2 separate regions of the Oncorhynchus mykiss genome follow, and region 1 is linked to region 2. The links are chromatin contacts, called in public Hi-C maps. All regions are on one chromosome and are shown on one strand. The core of a region is the stretch at or near the end of the contact, and the rest is flanking DNA. Distances in the headings are between cores, read along the strand shown. Region 1 holds the start of LOC110522637 (feline leukemia virus subgroup C receptor-related protein 2). Region 2 overlaps LOC110522637 (feline leukemia virus subgroup C receptor-related protein 2).

What was found. Hi-C and Micro-C count contacts between places; a contact is called where the count stands out from the background.
Region 1: a contact with region 2 is called in a Hi-C map of liver, with 6 times the contacts expected there. The contact joins the promoter of LOC110522637 here to the enhancer-like site in region 2. A contact is called at or near these places in 3 of 3 Hi-C or Micro-C datasets (blood and liver).

Annotation. Positions count from the first base shown.
Region 1 is chr4:41,569,908-41,575,961 of USDA_OmykA_1.1, reverse strand. It overlaps LOC110522637 (feline leukemia virus subgroup C receptor-related protein 2), which reads left to right and starts at 2,547. Exons shown (of 10, transcript XM_021601106.2): 1 at 2,547-3,694. The coding sequence starts at 3,086.
Region 2 is chr4:41,533,210-41,539,216 of USDA_OmykA_1.1, reverse strand. It overlaps LOC110522637 (feline leukemia virus subgroup C receptor-related protein 2), which reads left to right. Exons shown (of 10, transcript XM_021601106.2): 8 at 2,461-2,572; 9 at 4,668-4,723. Among protein-coding and RNA genes, the nearest start is that of LOC110522637, 37 kb to the left of the region's middle. Within about 2 kb of position 3,641, at least 1 of the 11 cell types and tissues checked has an H3K27ac peak or open chromatin away from gene starts, as enhancers often do. A contact at or near this core is called in liver, where this site is marked.

The DNA.
Region 1 (6,054 bases), core at 1,298-3,797, 38 kb before region 2:
ATATTACTGGGCAAATAACTCAACAGCTAGCAAAGATTATGAACACAATGTGCACATGTAGCTGTATGCAGCTCTCACTTCGATCTCAAAACAAATGCATCATAAGGCTCCCGAGTGGCACAGTGGTAGAGGCATCACTACAGACCCTGGTTCGATCCCGGGCTGTGTCACAAACGGCTGTGATCGGGAGTCCCGTAGGGCGGTGCAGAATTGGCCCAGTGTCGTCCGGGTTAGGGGAGGGTTCTGACCGGGGTGGGCCGTCATTGTAAAATAAGAATTTGTTCTTAACTGACTTGCCTTAGTTAAATAAAGGTTAAATAAAAAATAAATAAAACAAATCTACTTATGACCACAGCTGTAAAACACAATCCAGTTCAATGTATACGACACAGATCCATAAATGGCAATAGTTTATTTGCATATAGGCCTACTGCAGCTCTGATTGGCTATGCCCAGTGGTGGAAAAAGTACCCCGATTGTCATACTTGAGTAAAAGTAAAGATACTGTAATAAAAATGACTCAAGAGAAAGGGAAAGTCACCCAGTAAAATACTACTTGAGTAAAAATCCAAAAGTATTTGGTTTAAAATCCTACTTATTATGTGCCAAAAGTACATGTAATTGCTAAAATATACTTAAGTATCAAAAGTAAAAGTATAAATCATTTCAAATTCATTATCAAACCATACGACACCATTTTCTAGTTTTTAAATTTTTTTACAGATAGCCAGGGGCACGCTCCAACACTCAGACATCATTTACAGATAGCCAGGGGAACGCTCCAACACTCAGACATCATTTACAGATAGCCAGGGGCACGCTCCAACACTCAGACATAATTTACAGATAGCCAGGGGCACGCTCCAACACTCAGACATAATTTACAGATAGCCAGGGGCACGCTCCAACACTCAGACATAATTTACAGATAGCCAGGGGAACACTCCAACACTCAGACATAATTTACAGATAGCCAGGGGCACGCTCCAATACTCAGACATAATTTACAGATAGCCAGGGGGAGCTGTACGGCAGTCTCGTGTGAGCTGTATGGCAGTCTCATGGGAGCTTTAAGGCAGTCTCGTGGGAGCTGTCCGGCAGTCTCGTGGGAGCTGTATGACAGTCTCGTGGGAGCTGTGCGGCAGTCTCATGGGAGCTGTATGGCAGTCTCGTGGGAGCTTTGTGGCAGTCTCGTGGGAGCTGTATGGCAGTCTCGTGGGAGCTTTGCGGCAGTCTCGTGGAAGCTGTACGGCAGTCTCATGGGAGCTGTACGGCAGTCTTGTGGGAGCTTTGCGGCAGTCTCGTGGAAGCTGTACGGCAGTCTCATGGGAGCTGTATGGCAGTCTCATGGGAGCTGTACGGCAGTCTCGTGGGAGCTCTACGGCAGTCTCATGGGAGCTGTATGGCAGTCTTGTGTGAGCTGTATGGCAGTCTCGTGGGAGCTGTACGGCAGTCTCGTGGGAGCTGTATGGCAGTCTCGTGGGAGCTTTGCGGCGTCTCATGGGAACTGTATGGCAGTCTCGTGGGAGCTGTACGGCAGTCTCGTGGGAGCTGTATGGCAGTCTCATGGGAGCTGTATGGCAGTCTCATGGGAGCTGTACGGCAGTCTCATGGGAGCTTTGCGGCAGTCTCGTAGGAGCTGTCTGGCAGTCCCGTGGGAGTTTTGCGGCAGTCTCGTGGAAGCTGTACGGCAGTCTCGTGGGAGCCGTGTGGCAGTCTCATGGGAGCTGTGCGGCAGTCTCGGGGCTACAGCACGTCTGCTAACGCATGCAAGTTTAGAGGGAACATTGGGTGGAAGCCTCATGTTTTCAGACCAATGGTCGCTTTACATTTTATGAACATGTAACATAACATGATCTATTCCAATTCCAGTGCCATTTTCAATGTTATTCTATTACATGGTATTATATTCCATTCTATTCTATTCTATTCTATTCTAGCTCCATATTATATTATATTGTAATCTACTCTATTGTATTGTATTCTATTTTATCTTGGGTCAGTGGATGGTGCTTTGTGGAAGTGTGTTGTATAGCCTATATCACCAACAGCAGAAATAGCATTTTGGCATTGATAGTAGAATAATTTTAGTCGGCAACCAAAGTCGGATGTTCGGTTGCAAAATGTAGCTCCTCCTCCTCGGTCGTGCCCAATTTCAACACAGACGGCGAGTGAGGGTTCATTGGGTAGTGGGTTGGTTGGCCCTACGTGGTGACGTAGACGGGCGTTTACATTGGGAAAGTTCGTTTTGCATGGCCCTGTGGCCCGTCTCAGCGGAGTTTAAATGTTTTAAAACAAAAGGTGTCAAACTCATTCCACGGAGGGCCGAGTGTCGGTGGGTTTGCGTTCTTCCCTTGTACTTGAGTGATGAATTAAGGTCAGTCATTTGTAAGGAATTCCTCACACCTGGTGGTCTTGGGCTGAAATTGAAAGGGAAAAACAAAACCTTGCAGCTCATAGGCCATCCATGGAATGACTTTGTCACGCCTGTTTTAGACCATCCCATTATTGGTCCTTAAAGGAAATCTCCACCCACCCGAGACAGCTGGCCATGCAAAACGAAGTGGCCCATTGATACTTCGCTCGACGCTGAACAGAATGACATCTCCATACATTATTTAAAAAACAAACGTTTGGCTATATTTGTTGAGTTTGAACTCCTTGTGAAAGTAGGCTACTGTTTTGTCAACTTCAGCACAACGGGAACAGGAAAAAAGTGCGCCTATGCTACTTGTAATGTAGTCTATGAGTGACTTGTCTAGTTTACCCTTTGCAAAGCGAATTATTGAATGGTTGTTTAGCGAACCGAAACGTCACATTTTCATTTCGGGGAATGCCTTTACTTTAAACTACTTTATTTGCTAACGTGGCATCAAATAGAGAGTGGTGTCGGTTGTAGTTTCTGATTGGTGAACTTCGAGTGGTGGTGTAGCTGGTTTGGCTTGTGTCCCAAAACTAGAGTACTGTCAAAAGATCTGGGAGCTGTCGCATATTCAAGCTGGTCCGAACTCTCACTAAAATGTAAGAGAGAAGCATACGTGTCTGTATTGTATTCACCGGCCCGTTTTAATTAGTGAACTTCAACATGAGCGGCGAAAATGAAAAACCCTCCTTGGTTTATGGCGAAATCAAAGACAATCAAAATGTGTTAGATCTGGAAAAAATTACAATTATGAAGTCTGCCGTTGACAGCGAGGACGTGCCCATGGAGCACAAGATACGACTCAACCAGAACGGGGACGATACAAACCAAACCATCAAACTATACAAGCGGAGATGGTTCATCGTGTTGCTATTCAGCTCGTATTCTCTCTGCAACTCGTTCCAATGGATCCAGTACGGAATTATCAACAACATTTTCATGAGGTTCTACGGTGTAGAGTCTTTCACTATAGATTGGATGTCTATGATATACATGTTGACTTACATCCCCTTCATATTCCCGGTCACCTGGCTACTGGATAAGAAGGGGCTCCGTGTCATTGCGCTGGTGGCTACAGCCATGAATTGCGCGGGGACTTGGATCAAAGTGACCAGTGTGAGACCCAACCTGTTCGCAGTCACCATGCTCGGACAGTTCTGTTGCTCCCTTGCGCAGGTGTTTATCCTTGGGATGCCGTCGAAGATCGCCTCGGTGTGGTTTGGATCGGAGGAGGTGTCCACCGCTTGCTCCATCGGGGTCTTCGGAAACCAGGTATGTTATGTAGTCTAAGGTCAGATACATTCAAAAGTAATTGCAGATGTAGCTATTTGTTTATGTACTCGGTCATTTTGCACCTAAAAAAATTATTAGTCACTTATCGGAATGTTAAAGATTACTCCACCAATGTGTCCATTTGGCCCAGTTGGGAATTGCGCAATTGCGCAATACTCAAGCCACCGCTGGCCTATATTGGCCAGTTGGTAATCTCTCATCCTCTGCCCTCAAAAGGTGTAAGGTCAATGTCATCACATGCATATTCATTTGTCCCATTGACGAGACTCCGAGAGAACAGTGTACAGTGTGAGTCACAAATTCAAGCCACCATGAATTATCTCTGAGCCTCAAAGGTGAACGTCACAGGTACAGGTTTATTTGTCCCACTGACCAACTGACCTGGCTTGAGAGCTCAATGTATAGGGTTATCTATACCATAGCATAATCACAGGACATAAGCCCTCAGGGCACCACAACAATTTCAATGGAAACCTTCTCTATTGATGGTTGAAGTGGGGAAAAATAATATTTCCATTTACTCCTCGAGACATATGACCATTTGCCATGTAAGGTTCCTGTGTTGTTGAGATTCTAAGTTTGGACGCCATGCTTGCTTCTTCATTCCGTGCTGTGTTTAAGATCCATAGGTGCTGAATAAGGGAATCTCATGTGGGGTGGCAGGGTAGCCTAGTGGTTAGAGCGTTGGACTAGTAACCGAAAGGTTGCAAGTTCATATCCCCGAGCTGACAATGTCTGTCGTTCTGCCCCTGAACAGGCAGTTCCTAGGACGTCATTGAAAATAAGAATTTGTTCTTAACTGACTTGCCTAGTTTAAATAAAGGTAAAAAAATATATATATCTCGTTATAACGAGAATCACCAGCTGTGTGAGGAAGATGAGACATTTCTCCAAAATAAAACATGGGCCTAGAGACAATAATGTTACAGGGAAGTCGACATCTCCGCGTAACACTTCTACCTATTTACATGTTTTTAAAAAAACAACGTATAACCTGACATTGTTATGTTACAGGGAAGTTGACATTTCATATTTCAGGCCCCCATATGGGCTGGGCCTTGACTTTTTCCGTTACGTGTTACGTTACACCCTTATTCTAAAATTGCTGGGGATTCGTTAAAAAAAAATCTGTCTATGCACAATACCCCATAATGACATCACAATACCCCATAATGACATCACAATACCCCATAATGACATCACAATACCCCATAATGACCAAGCGAAAATAGTTACAAAAAAAATAAAAAAAATAACATTTCTAAAAAATTGATCATCCTTGAGATGTTTCTACAACTTGGTTGGAGTCCACCTGTGGTAAATTAAATTGATTGGACATGATTTGGAAAGGCACACACCTGTCCATGTAAGGTCCCACAGTTGACAGTACATGTCAGAGCAAAGATCAAGCCATGAGGTCGAAGGAACTGTCCGTAGAGCTCCAAGACAGGATTGTGTCGAGGCACAGATCTGGGGAAGGGTACCAAAAACTGTCTGCAGCATTGAAGATCCCCAAGAACACCGTGGAATCCAATCCATAATTCTTAAATGGAAGAAGTTTGGAACCACCAAGACTTCCTAGAGCTGGCTGCCCAGCCAAACTGAGCAATCTGGGGAGAAGGGCCTTGGTCAGGGATGTGACCAAGAACCTGATGGTCACTCTTAGAGTTCCAGAGTTCCTCTGTAGAGATGGAAGAAATATCCAGAAGGGCAACTCTCTGCAGCACTCCACCAATCAGGCCTTTATGGTAGTGGCCAGACAGAAGCCACTCCCTCCACAACCACCTGAACTCAACCCAATTGAGATGGTTTGGGATGAGTTGGACTGCAGAGTGAAGGAAAAGCAGCCAACAAGTGCTCAGCATTCGTGGGAACTCCTTCAAGGCTGTTGGAAAAGCATTCCTCATGAAGCTGGTTGAGAGAATGCCAAGTGTGTGCAAAGCTGTCATCAAGGCAAAGAGTGGTTACTTTGAAGAATCTCAAATATAAAATATATTTTGATTCAACACTTGGTTATGACATGATTCCTTATGTGTTATTTCATAGTTTTGATGTCTTCACTATAATTGTAAGGAAAAACCCTTGAATGAGTAGGTGACTAAACTTTTGTGTGTATTTATACTGCACAATCTGATTAACCCAGATGAGGGCATAGTACTTATTCACAGTTGTGTGTCTCTTCTAAGGAAGTGTACACATCCGTGTAGGCTAAGTTATACAGCTAATATGGAAATATGTTAGGTATAGCTGGTGTTCCAGTCCATTTGCCTAACTACTGAGTTGTTGCACATTAACAGAGTTGTCTTAATTCATCACATGTTGATTTGAAACGGACGGTG
Region 2 (6,007 bases), core at 2,392-4,891:
GTAACGGATGGTTTCTATGGCCAGGCTGTCCTCTGGGTTGTCAGATCTGTCTGTGACGAACAGTTTCTATGGCCAGGCTGTGCTCAATGAGTCTGTACATTTTGTCATTGTTTCTCTGTTTTCTATCAGTCACGGTGGTCAGATAGTCTGCCACCAGGTACTGTCTGTTTAGAGACTAATAGCATTGAAGGTTACTTAATTTTTTTTTTGTGGTGTCTTTCCAATAGGTGATATTTGAGTGCTGTCCTGTGGCTTTGTTGGATTGGTAGCGGTTAGTAAACTAAGCCTCAGAACCAGATGACTCTTCTCTATGGTCGCCTCTTGACATTTGAGGACTTAGTTTCAATGGTAGGAGTGGGGGTCAGTAGTTTAAAGATTATACAATTTGGTGGCTCTTTTTTTGGATATTAAGGGAATTGTCATTCTACTCTGCATACGTTTGTTTGGATTTGTTTTCTGTCCTCCGAGGAAGCTCTTGCAGGGTTTCATTTGTCCCGTTTGTCATTCTTGCTTCGTATAGTGGACCCCACACTTCACTGCCGTATAGTGGACCCCACACTTCACTGCCATATAGTGGACCCCACACTTCACTGCCATATAGTGGACCCCACACTTCATTGCCGTATAGTGGACCCCACACTTCACTGCCGTATAGTGGACCCCACACTTCACTGCCATATAGTGCTATTGGTGCTATTATTGATTTAGAATATTATGAGCCAGATCCTAATTTGTGCATCTAGTTTAATACATTTTGTTTAATGGCATAGAAAGCCCTGCTTGCTTTGTCTTTCAGTTCATTCACGGCTAGGTTGACGCTCCCTGTGGCGCTGCAGGTTGACGTTCCCGGTGGCGCCGCAGGTTGACGTTCCCTGTGGCGCCGCAGGTTGACGTTCCCTGTGGCGCCGCAGGTTGACGTTCCCTGTGGCGACGCTAGGTTGACGCTCCCTGTGGCGCCGCTAGGTTGACGCTCCCGGTGGCGCCGCTAGGTTGACGCTCCCGGTGGCGCCGCTAGGTTGACGCTCCCGGTGGCGCCGCTAGGTTGACGCTCCCGGTGGCGCCGCTAGGTTGACGTTCCCGGTGGCGCCGCTAGGTTGACGCTCCCGGTGGCGCCGCTAGGTTGACGCTCCCGGTGGCGCCGCTAGGTTGACGCTCCCGGTGGCGCCGCTAGGTTGACGCTCCCGGTGGCGCCGCTAGGTTGACGCTCCCGGTGGCGCCGCTAGGTTGACGCTCCCGGTGGCGCCGCTAGGTTGACGTTCCCGGTGGCGCCGCTAGGTTGACGCTCCCGGTGGCGCCGCTAGGTTGACGCTCCCGGTGGCGCCGCTAGGTTGACGCTCCCGGTGGCGCCGCTAGGTTGACGCTCCCGGTGGCGCCGCTAGGTTGACGCTCCCGGTGGCGCCGCTAGGTTGACGCTCCCGGTGGCGCCGCTAGGTTGACGCTCCCGGTGGCGCCGCTAGGTTGACGCTCCCGGTGGCGCCGCTAGGTTGACGCTCCCGGTGGCGCCACAGGTTTTGTCCCGTTATGCGTACGTGTGTTCTATATCAGTTTCCCTGATATCTGGACCTTGTTCTGGAACGTCAGAATGTTTGTCTCGTTGAGATTTGACCGTCCGGGTCCAGGTCTGACAGAACTATTAGCAGATGATCTAATGGTTGTTGTAACCGTCTTTTGTGTGGGACAGCAGCACCAGGTCGTCTGACTACAGGAAGCGGGTGTGTCGTTAAGAGTCAGATCGGGCGCTGTTGATTGCTCAAGCGTCTTCTTGCCATTTCATTTATATTAAATAGACTTGAGCTGAATTTGTTCCCGCTGTTTTACTCCTCACCCTTGGGAAAATAAATCTTATGTTCATCATGTTGACTGCATTTATTAGTGTACATTGATTTGATTATATGTTTTTCCTCCCACACCACTTTTTACATTTAATTTCAGTAAAAAGAGTTAATGTCAAATTTAATCATAACCTTTTTTGGAAGTTTACAAAGCATGAGAATATATATATATATTTTTACGTGTTTATCAATTATGGTGTGTAAGAAGTAAATATGTTTTGATAATTTGGTATACAATTGGACTTTTGCTCAGGATGTTGTGTTCACTCAGAACATGCAGTGATCTGCTGTTCATGATGGTGCTGAATATTTTCCCCCAGGTTGCTGTTGACACAAATGCCACGATAATTGTTCGGGTCAAATTTGTATTTTTTAAATTAAATTTTTTATGTAAAATTGGTATTATTAGTCCCTGGTTCCAGATGTCAGGGAAATGGCCTATACCCAACACTGTTAAACAGTTTAAGTAGGTCAGTGTTACATTTGGTGCGCTCCACAGTTTGGGATCTACTGGTGTAGAGGGCCACTTCCCCCGACAGGTGTTTGGTATCATGTTCACTATCTGTCAAGGAAAGATAATTGATAATTCACTTTCTGTCTCGCTCTCTCTCTATATATACACGCACAGGTGTTTGGTATCATGTTCACTATCTGCCAGGGGAAGATCATAGATAACTACGGGACGCTGGCAGGAAACATCTTCCTCTGCGTCTTCCTCTTCATTGGATCGGTCCTCACAGGTAAAGACCTTTTTCTGATGATGGTGGTGGTCTAAAGTAGTGCACTACATAGGGAATAGGGCTCTGGTCTATAGTAGTGCACTATGTAGGGAATAGGGTGCCATAGGGCTCTGGTCTAAAGTAGTGCTCTACATAGGGAATAGAGTGCCGTAGGGCTGTGGTCTAAAGTAGTGCACTACATAGGGAATAGGGTGCCATAGGGCTCTGGTCTAAAGTAGTGCACTACATAGGGAATAGGGTGCCATTGGCTACTGTAGTTCAAGTCCACATTCACCCACATGAGAGGAAAGTGAGGCTACTGATTGGCCCTTGAAGGGTTAACTCCAGAGAGCTGCTGTGTAATTCCTTAAATACATCCATACTGACTACTGGAGAACATCAGGGCTGAAGTCCAAGTTCACCAACATGACAATAGACCCTAAACTTGTTCCTCTGGACACCAAGGGATGCACATTTAAAAAAATAATAATGTTTTAACCTTAAACTACACAGCTGATTTTCAAATGATCAAATTTGATTTTATTTGAATCTGATGTGTAGTGCTAGGGCAAAAACCAAAACGTGTACCCAGTGGGGGCCCCAGGACCCAGTTTGAGAAACACTGCGCTAGATTATGTTAACGATGTGAAGGGTTAAAGATCAGTCCAGAGGGGCAGTATTTAGGGGAGAACTATAAATCAATTGAAGTAATAAATCAATGAGCCCTAAACTCCTCTTGAAAGTACATACTGGTTGTTGTTGGCCAGGGCTAAAGTCCCAAGTTCATTTATGTTAATGATTTATTGTATGACTGGGAAGGGTTAAGGGTCAGCAACAGAGCGTTACTGCATGGGCAGTATTTATGGTAAACTATAGTTAAATTAAACATCGGCAACTCATGACCACCAATTATTTACAATCTGAGCCATAGTATAGATAATGAACTAGGTCATGTTGTAATATTAACAAAGTTATAAACCTCTTATGAATTAGTCCTTCCAGCTTTTTTATTGAAGGATTTATGTATTGTGCGCGTCGTAGTATGGTGTAATTCTTTTTTGTATTGAGTGCCCTCTAGTGGAAGCTGTACCTTACTGTCTTTGCTATAGGGAACATTCTTTCATGCTATTTGACAAGCAACACAGTGAAACAACAAATAATGTATTTACCTGATCCACTTATCAGACTCCTCTCCTCGAGAGCGGAGTCTGTGGGTTTTCACTCCACAGATTGGTTAGGAACTTTCACCCTCACCTGGTTGTCTAGGTCTTAATTGATTTAGTTAGGAACTTCCACCCTCACCTGGTTGTCTGGGTCTTAGTTGATTTAGTTAGGAACTTCCACCCTCACCTGGTTGTCTGGGTCTTAGTTGATTTAGTTAGGAACTCCCACACTCACCTGGTTGTCTAGGTCTTAATTGATTTAGTTAGGAACTTTCACCCTCACCTGGTTGTCTAGGTCTTAATTGATTTAGTTAGGAACTCCCACCCTCACCTGGTTGTCTAGGTCTTAATTGATTTAGTTAGGAACTTTCACCCTCACCTGGTTGTCTAGGTCTTAATTGATTTAGTTTGGAACTTTCACCCTCACCTGGTTGTCTAGGTCTTAATTGATTTAGTTAGGAACTCCCACCCTCACCTGGTTGTCTAGGTCTTAATTGATTTAGTTAGGAACTCCCACCCTCACCTGGTTGTCTAGGTCTTAATTGATTTAGTTAGGAACTTCCACCCTCAACTGGTTGTCTAGGTCTTAATTTATTTAGTTAGGAACTTTCACCCTCACCTGGTTGTCTAGGTCTTAATTGATTTAGTTAGGAACTTCCACCCTCACCTGGTTGTCTGGGTCTTAGTTGATTTAGTTAGGAACTCCCACACTCACCTGGTTGTCTAGGTCTTAATTCATTTAGTTAGGAACTCCCACCCTCACCTGGTTGTCTGGGTCTTAATTGGACACCACTGACCTGAACCGTAAAAAACCTGATAATGGAATTGTATAGAGGGATCTGCTGAAAGGTCATGTGTTGCAGGCATCAAAATGGCTGGCACACACCTCACTAGTCTTACGTAAACCCTAAACATGCATGTCCGCTTTTTAAGAAATGTTTTTCTCTCTCCAGGCTTCATCAAGTCAGACCTGCAGAGACAGAAGGCCAACCAGTTAGCCAAGGCAGCTGTAAGTGTGGGGGGCTGGCTGAGGGGGGAAGTGTGTGTGTTAAATCCGTTTCTGTGTAGCTATGCATGTCTGGTGCAGTCTGCTCCGAAAGTCACCTTACAGTATTTTGCTGTTGCTCCTAGAATTACTTGTCTCATGCTGAGTTGCATGTCTGTCTGTTTAATGTTCTCTGTGTGTCTGTCTGTTTAATGTTCTCTGTGTGTCTGTCTGTCTAATGTTCTCTCTGTGTGTCTGTCTGTCTAATGTTCTCTCTGTATGTCTGCCTGTCTAATGTTCTCTCTGTGTGTCTGTCTGTCTAATGCTCTCTCTGTGTGTCTGTCTGTCTAATACTCTCTCTCTCTCTCTGTGTGTGTCTGTCTGTCTAATGTGTTCTCTCTCTCTCTGTGTGTGTAATGTTTCCTCTGTCTGTCTAATGTGTTTCCTCTGTCTGTCTAATGTGTTTCCTCTGTCTGTCTAATGTGTTTCCTCTGTCTGTCTAATGTGTTTCCTCTGTCTGTCTAATGTGTTTCCTCTGTCTGTCTGTCTAATGTGTTTCCTCTGTCTGTCTGTCTAATGTGTTTCCTCTGTCTGTCTGTCTAATGTGTTTCCTCTGTCTGTCTGTCTAATGTGTTTCCTCTGTCTGTCTGTCTAATGTGTTTCCTCTGTCTGTCTGTCTAATGTGTTTCCTCTGTCTGTCTGTCTAATGTGTTTCCTCTGTCTGTCTGTCTAATGTGTTTCCTCTGTCTGTCTGTCTAATGTGTTTCCTCTGTCTGTCTGTCTAATGTGTTTCCTCTGTCTGTCTGTCTAATGTGTTTCCTCTGTCTGTCTGTCTAATGTGTTTCCTCTGTCTGTCTGTCTAATGTGTTCTCTCTGTGTGTCTGTTTATAACCCCTTACTATCTCTATCGGACACGTTTTTTCCAGTAAGTCAGAAGTCGTCAAATTTGACCACTTTGATAGATGTTTTGACCTCAATAGGACAACCTGATCAGATCAGGTCGCTCTCAGACAACTTAGTAACTCCATTTTCCATTTATTGAGAGCAGTAACTCCCCTCAATTCAAAATAACTTCTGAAGTTTTGTAAATGTATGTTTGTTTTGGTAACACTTGACAAAACGTTATAACACGGTTATAACAGCTGACCCAACTGTCGTAACATGTCGTAACACTGTCATGACATATATTTAAACCTATTGTGACACAGTTCATTCCAAAAGTATTCAGGCCCCTTGACTTTTTCCACATTTTGTTACTTTAAATCGTTATTCTAAAATTGATGAAATAGTTATTTTTTTTAATCAATT